2 separate regions of the Zea mays genome follow, and region 1 is linked to region 2. A link is a contact called in public Hi-C data. All regions are on one chromosome and are shown on one strand. Each heading gives the region's core, a stretch centred on a gene start, on an enhancer-like site or on the middle of the called end of the contact. The rest is flanking DNA. Distances are from core to core; before and after follow the strand shown. Region 1 holds the start of LOC100277108. Region 2 holds the start of LOC100282563 (metabolite transport protein csbC).

Region 1 (4,013 bases), core at 796-3,295, 240 kb before region 2:
AACTTTACTTAACCTGACAATTAAAACTGGATTTTAAGGATCCACTACTAGTAAGCATTTCTGCAAACACGGTCTTTGATTCTTGACAAGCCATACCTTGATTCCCAAAGGCCAGCATATCCTTGAGAGTCTTTTATTTTGGCGGGTAAGACTTGTGAAAGTACACTTCGTACTTAGGGCTTTGTCCCATGTTGTTTTAGGTGAGGAAGCAGCAAATTTTTGTTGCTTTTATTCTAAGGTGGTACCTAAAGAAGAAAATCAAGACTGAAGCCCCGGGAGGAAGTGTCCTCCTTTAAAACTTTTTACTGTTTATCGGGAGGGGTTTTTGCCTCCCAGGTTATGTAATAATATTACTTCAGCGCTCTTATATTTGCTCTGGTCTGTAATAATACAACTCTTTCTATACTTTAATCTGAAATAAAGTTGTTGTAACTGCTTCCGCATACTCGTACCTCTGATGTGTTGTAATATCTGCGTGACGGGTGAAATACTCTTGGGCAAGGTAAAGAATACAGATACCGAATTTGTCAAGTGATCAGGTGCACCTGCAGGGTTGTCCGAGGTCTGATGGACAAGGACAACTGTAGGTGGGCCTAATGACTTGGGAGGTTCCGTCACATATTCCGTATATGAACAATTTGTGTGGAATGTAGGATATTTTTTATGCCGCTCTCGGATTACGATGTCCTGTGTGCAACCCTTCGGTTGGGCCATTGCACAGCAGACAGTTGACGCCGTCCTGTTAGTGATGGGGCCAAGTTCAGGAATTTTCTCGGTCGAAATCATTATTTCGGTCTCTTAATATAATATCGGGAGGACGATCTTTCGCTTCTCAGCCGAGTTTTTTTAGAAGATACATGGGAGGAGAAGCCCACAAGCCGCAACATAAACTTCGGATCCATGAGGAGGAAGAGAAACAAGTTCAGCATGACTCTCTTTTCCATCCTCGTCCCTAACAGCATCCACCATTTTACTGTAATGTTTAGCATCAACTTGACATACAACTTCAATTTGTTCATACTCGCCCTATGGCTCTTCATACTCGACATCCTCCTCAACTTCCTCTTCCTCATGCTCAACTTCTTCCTCATCGTCTATCTCATCAGGATCATCAAACTCCAAACGGTCTTGTTGTTTCACCAATTCAGCTGATTTGGTGGAAGCAGCATTCTCTGTCCACCTCGGCATCTTCCAAAGCTCAAAGTACCAACGAAACTTTGAAAAGAGCACATGAACCAACAACATTGGGGGAGCAAATTGATGATGTATGGATAGGAAGAAAAACCACAGAAACAACTAGAAAAAATGATACATAATGTTCTGAAATTGGGTTCAGCCATTGGCATCCAAGTGGGAAATGAGACGTCAAAGTAATCGACTGTTAAGGAACGAATGTAGAAATAGCAATATACGTAGATGGACGGTAAGAAAAGGCTTTCAAGAATGCGATAGCATCGACCACATGACATGAGGATGCATAAGTAAGAGGGCAAGCAAAGAGGATGCTATCTCAAGTATAACTGGACAGGCAGGTGGAATTGCAACGCGGATCTAGTAAAGTGACACCCAATATTTTTTTTGCAAAAAGTTAGACAAACCCAAAACAACAAACTCATGTCGACGGAGGGGGTATATTTTACCATAGATATTAAGAACTATCACAAAACATTGTGTGTATGTAGATACTATCACGAAAGCATGACTGAATTCTCATCGAATAAAGTTCAATCCACCTCATAGAGTCATAGCTGGAAATCTGGAATATAAAAAAGTTAACTTCAGCATTTGGTGCAGCTTCTAAAAGACCGGAAACATTTACACAATCTCTATCAAGTGTTTAGAAGGACAACGACAGCAGAGCGCCCGCGCGCCGCCTGAAACCTGCCGGGAACTCTGATGGCGCTGGACGTTGGATGAGGAAAGGAAGCTCTGGATTTAATGTGCTCACATGTGCACAGGAGCTTGACGCAAAGGGGAGCCGTAGCCTGTAGAGTGCGGGGAGCAGGAGCCGGCGGAGCCATGGCGACCACTCTTTCGTTATCCTCTCCCCTCTTCCTCGGAGCTCCGGCCAGAGGTAAACTGCTCCTTCCCTCCAAGATCTCCTCCTCCCTCACTAGACTCGACCCTCGCCGGCCGTCCTGGTACTGTTTCCAGCTTCGACGGAAATTTTAGCTTCAGGGTCCCCGGCTGTGTTTTTTTTTTCTGGGAACAATGACTAGGTGGTGGGCTGATGGCTATCGTTTCTGGCAAAAGCCTGTGCATCTGCTAGCTGTGTTCATCGTATCGTATCATGAGGATTAATGCTGTGAGAGAAGTTGTATTTGGTGACCAGAGAAAAATAATTTCGATTGGGATGCATTTGCAGCTTACGATTTGGTTTGTTTTAAATCCTGCAGCTAGAGATGTGGTTCCGTACGGAGTGACTTCGGCTAGTGTATCACTGATGACTCTAAATATGCCAGGCAAGGGTTACACGAGTAGAGTTCGTTGTCGGGAGCAGCAGCGACGAACGACAATAGTATCTATGGTTGGTCAGCAAACTTCCCAGTGCAGCCTCCATTTCTCAGTACCTCCTCTTCAATTCTAGTGTGATTTGCTTCAAATTGTCCCTTGCATGATGTAGGATGTTCAGTGACACAAAAAAGTGATGATCATGTTCAGTTTCTTGTTATTAACAGTATATCATAAATAAAAGCAAAGGAAATGAGTGATGATCTGTGCATGACAAAATTTCAAGGAGAAAACAGAAATTTTAAGCTTATCTTAGCTTTGCATATTATCTCGATCTCACTGGTGCTCTATGTACTCTGTAGCGAAAGGGCATCTAGCCTAATGGTTAAAGGCTTCCGAGTAACACCTCTAAGTCTCGGGTTTGATTACCCTCGGGGGCGAATTTTTCATTAAAAAATGCTCTCGGTGCACCATTTGCTATCGGGTTACGATGTCCTATACATCACCCTCCGGTTGAATCGTTGCAGAGTGGACGTTTGACGCCAGTCCGTTAGTGTTGGGAGGCCAGGGTTCGAGAATTTTCTCGACTGTGACCATTGCTTCGGTCTCTTTTTAATATAATATCGGCTCTTCCCAGCCGAGTTTTTTCTATGTACTCTATAATATGCTTAACCTGACATGCATATTTCCCATCTCCTTTTGAAACCTCGTATCCATATAAACACATGCAATACATGTTCATTAAACTAATTTCACATAGTGATAATGTACAAGTTTTCCTACAAAGGGTCTGGAAAACTAAATTTTCCACCATGACTTCATTGCAAGTTTGCTACGTAGAAATTGCGTTACAAATTCATTCTTCACAAGTGAATTTAATTTGCAACTTGTTTGATTGAGTACCCTTCTTTCTAGCTTGGAAGGAAATCAACGGCTAGAGCAACTGTTGTCCCAGACCCCGACTATAGGTTACCAATCGCTATACTTGGTGAGCACTAAAGTTAGTAAGTAGAACATCTCTTAACATGTACTTTTATATCAATAGAAGAAGATGGTGAGTGTTTAAGGTGTTTAATAACAGATATTATCCGAATGCAGGGATTGCTAGTGCTTTTGCATATGCCGACAATCTTCTCGCTGCTGCACCTGTAGGACTGCTGGGGCTTCTTCTTTTGTTCCAGGTCAGCATACCCTAACCAGGGCACCAGGCTGCTTTTGGAGTTCAAAACATCTGTTTGAGTTGATGATTATTACGTATCATCAGAGGACATATAAATATTGGATGACATATTATCTTTTTTTTCTTTCTTGAACACGCGAGAGAGTTGTATCATTAGATTAAGAAGAGAAGAAACAGTGAGAACCCGCACAAACCAACGAACACACATTCGGCGCCTTTACATTGACGGGGCGTTTGGATCCCTTCATTTTAAAGGAATTAGAATTCACTCAACAAAGTAACTTATTTAGTTTAGAATTTGGCATTCCACCACTTTCTAAAGTTCAGATATAAGGCTATCTCAAATTCATAGGGTGGAGGATAGGAAATGATTTTATGCATG
Region 2 (3,495 bases), core at 373-2,872:
TTGTTTTTATCCATACCTCTATTTATAGGATGGATTCTAAGACTTTAAAAATAGACGTTTAAAACAAACAGTTAGAACGACGCAAACCAATCAAAAGACGACACGTGGCAATAATCTGTCGTCAGTATAAACCGGTTCAGATCGATACCGACTGATTCTCTAACGCATTAGACGGTACCGACTGATTTAGCTTCAAAACGATCGATATAAATTAGACTGGCCATCTCGCCCGATTGAACCAACCGACGTTGAAGCCAGGTCGGTTCGCGAGTTCACCCACGTTGTCGGTCGGTGTCGTCCACAGTAGAAACCAGCATTTTGTGGCATACTAGCAAAGTGCACGTACATTGCTACATATGCATTTATAAATATAGAATATCAAATATAGAGACATGTGTGTTCTGTTGAGATCGATGTGAATGTGGGTTTAGAATGAACAACTATGATTCGAATCTTAATTTATATATAATTTTAACTTTTACTATTTAATTATGGGAAGCACAGCGACCATAAAAACTGATGCTTTATATACTACTAGAGACTTTAGCCATCAACGAATGATGTGCCTATAAATGTTTTTTAGTCGTCCAAGAACATTTATGTTTTAACCTATTTTAATTCCACAAGGCTGCAATTAGTTGCATGTTAAGATCGACCTTATGGCGGTTGTGGTCTTGTTATATCTGGATGAGATTATGATTTATGATAGTCCTAATCCTCGAGCTAATATATGCTTCTTATGTACCCGTCACAAAATGATTTTTTATGTATAAGCTACACCGTACAATACATCATTTATTCACGTGGGTCGCTCTTGAATATAGCTAATCCTCTTCTCTCGTCCCTAATTTCGATAGTGCTGTTATATTATATGTCATGTAAAATATCCTCCCGTATATCTTCGTGTATACATGAGTATAGTCCTAAGAGGGTCTTATCTTATACCATATCAACATGAGTTTAAGGAACCTAGAAAAATACATTTCAAGAGTTCAAAGACTCGGATGTTATTTTACACTAGCATGTATTACGTGTTAACACTATGATTCCAGTGAGGGATGGTTCGACAGCAGCGGTGACATGAGTGAGATGAGACAGAGGAGGCTAGGATAGCGGGTCGCAGAGAGAGTGATGAGAGGTGATATAAATATTATTGTTCATTGGATTTAAATGAGCAGATGAGATAAAGTTATCTAGCGATATGAACCATTCATTTTGATGTGTGTTAATTCTAGATGTAATTTGTTTGGTGGATTTAGTGGTGGTTATGAGTGTGCGAGTGATTTGGTTGGTTGAATTTTGCAAAATTTAAAGTGATAGATTATATTGATTATTGATGATTATTGATATTGATTATTGAACAACAGAATAAGTTTGGAAACAATTGGTGTAAGCTTTTTTTCTGCCTCTTGTAAATTCAATAATGTCAAGGGCTAGCACGCAAATGCCTTTCCCTCCACCGTGCGCTCCTCCTGCCGCAGGAACCGACAGACGACAGCAGTGTAGTATCTTCCAAAAGCAAAGGTGGCTTGCTGCGTGTCACCCCCGTGTTGGCCTGGCAGCACGACCTCATCACGGCACGGCGTCCTTAAGCTTCCCTTCCGGCCTTCCCCCACCTCCCACCCGCGATCTCCGCGACCGCAAGCAGCTCGGCAGGCAGGCCTCCACCGCTCCACCACCTCCACTCGGTCTACGTGCTCCGTCACCAAACCCACCCGGGCCAACGCCGAAGCAACCCCCCCTCCGTCCTCCCCAGATCCGGCGCCGCCTCCGCCCTCACTTACACTAGCACGCACGGCGGACACGTCGCCTCCCCCGCGCGATCTGATGCAGGCGCACGCGGTGGCCAGGTAAACAAGCCTCCCACAGTCCCACTCCCGATTAATTTACTTAACCGCCGCTATTAATACACCGTCCCGCCCGCCCGCCCGCCCCCTCCTCGGCTCCTCCTTCCCACGTCGCTCACCTTCCTCCCCTGGGACCGGCCCAGATCTCTCACCCCCCGAGCTGGGTCCTCATTCCCGAACCCTCCAATCCCTTCCCCATGGTGCACTGGTTCTGCGGCCGAATCGCTTAATCGCTTATTGGTCTCTGTGGAATCAGCGGCGATGCGGTGGAAGCTTAACTCCTCCGTCTACAAGCGCGTGCCGTCCAGGGAAACCGCCATGGAACCCGACGTCGAGACGCCAAGTTCGTGCCGCATGTTTCCCCCGGTTCCTCTTACCACCGGTTAATTTATGGTGAGATTTGAATCTCATTTCATTTTCCCATTTCCATGTCTGCAGTGAGAATGACGGACGGCGGCGGCAGCGGCGCGGGGCCGTCGTGGCGCATGTCGTTGCCGCATGTCTGTGTCGCCACGCTCACCTCGTTCCTCTTTGGATACCACTCCGGGTGCGTGGCCTTCCGCCCACGTTTTCAGCACTTTTGATTGCTCTATTGCCCTCATCTGAAAGTCGTGCTCATTTGGTGCCTTGATGGTGATGACGCAGGGTGGTGAACGAGCCCTTGGAGGTCATCTCCGCTGACCTTGGCTTCGCCGGCAACACTCTTGCTGAAGGTACGGTGCACTTCTTCTGCTAATTGTGGTGGTTTTGGTCAGTTTATTTACTTATTATTAGGCTCATGTTGTGCTTGGGCTTCTGTTGGGTGCAGGGCTCGTGGTGAGTATCTGTTTGGGAGGAGCTTTTGTTGGGTGCCTCTTCAGCGGCTCCATCGCAGATGGTATTGGGCGACGCCGTGCGTTCCAGCTCAGTGCGCTGCCTATGATTATTGGTGCTGCCATAAGGTGACATTATGTGTTACTTGATTTGTCTTTCGCTTTCACTAGATTCTGTCACTGGTTGGTTTACTGTTTTATTTAATTGCCACTTGCTAACATTCATTATTCTTTGGTTGGGTCAGCAGAAGTTGTTTAATTTTTTTGTCAAACAATTATGTACTACTCCATGGACCTTGGGGTATACCACCTGGTGATTGGCTTGCTGGTGAATTGGTCTCTTGGACTGGTGTTAGTCATGCTGTTTCAATTGCTGAATAGTTCAATATGGGTTCAAGAACTCTTACCTTTCCTGTTTCTCCTGGAACGTGGTGCAACAAATGAGAGCTCCAACGGCTTAAAAATTTGGATTATGCTTTGGTTGGACTTATGAGATGAAAAATTATTTTTATGGTCTAATAGCCTGTGGAATTGCTGAAACATTGACTTTTTTGACTGGAACAAGTGGTGTTCTCCTGACTGGTTGCTGGTCTATTGGTGCTTCTGTAGAATTGAAAAGTTGAATTGTGGGTAAAGTATCTACATATGTTTTTACCAGCACACGGCTTGAGTCATCCATGAATTAATCATTATGTTTTGCAATTTAACTTTATTAAGACTTAGGAGATGAACCATGAATATGATAGTCCTGACAGCTGTGTTAGGCTACTTCATATGAGGTACGTGGAGTCTACTTGTCATGGTATCATGTGGGCACAGGAAGCTCCTCGTCCAGC

Evidence for each region. Hi-C and Micro-C count contacts between places; a contact is called where the count stands out from the background.
Region 1: a contact with region 2 is called in a Hi-C map of leaf, with 9 times the contacts expected there. The contact joins the promoter of LOC100277108 here to the promoter of LOC100282563 in region 2. A contact is called at or near these places in 11 of 25 Hi-C or Micro-C datasets (bundle sheath, ear, leaf and 3 more) and 1 of 3 datasets of contacts at active chromatin or transcription factors (seedling).

Annotation. Positions count from the first base shown.
Region 1 is chr4:229,723,634-229,727,646 of Zm-B73-REFERENCE-NAM-5.0, reverse strand. It overlaps LOC100277108, which reads left to right and starts at 2,045. Exons shown (of 8, transcript NM_001291689.1): 1 at 2,045-2,074; 2 at 2,397-2,527; 3 at 3,367-3,439; 4 at 3,550-3,632. The coding sequence starts at 2,444.
Region 2 is chr4:229,483,235-229,486,729 of Zm-B73-REFERENCE-NAM-5.0, reverse strand. It overlaps LOC100282563 (metabolite transport protein csbC), which reads left to right and starts at 1,622. Exons shown (of 15, transcript NM_001155471.1): 1 at 1,622-1,850; 2 at 2,104-2,190; 3 at 2,286-2,394; 4 at 2,493-2,560; 5 at 2,656-2,788. The coding sequence starts at 2,109.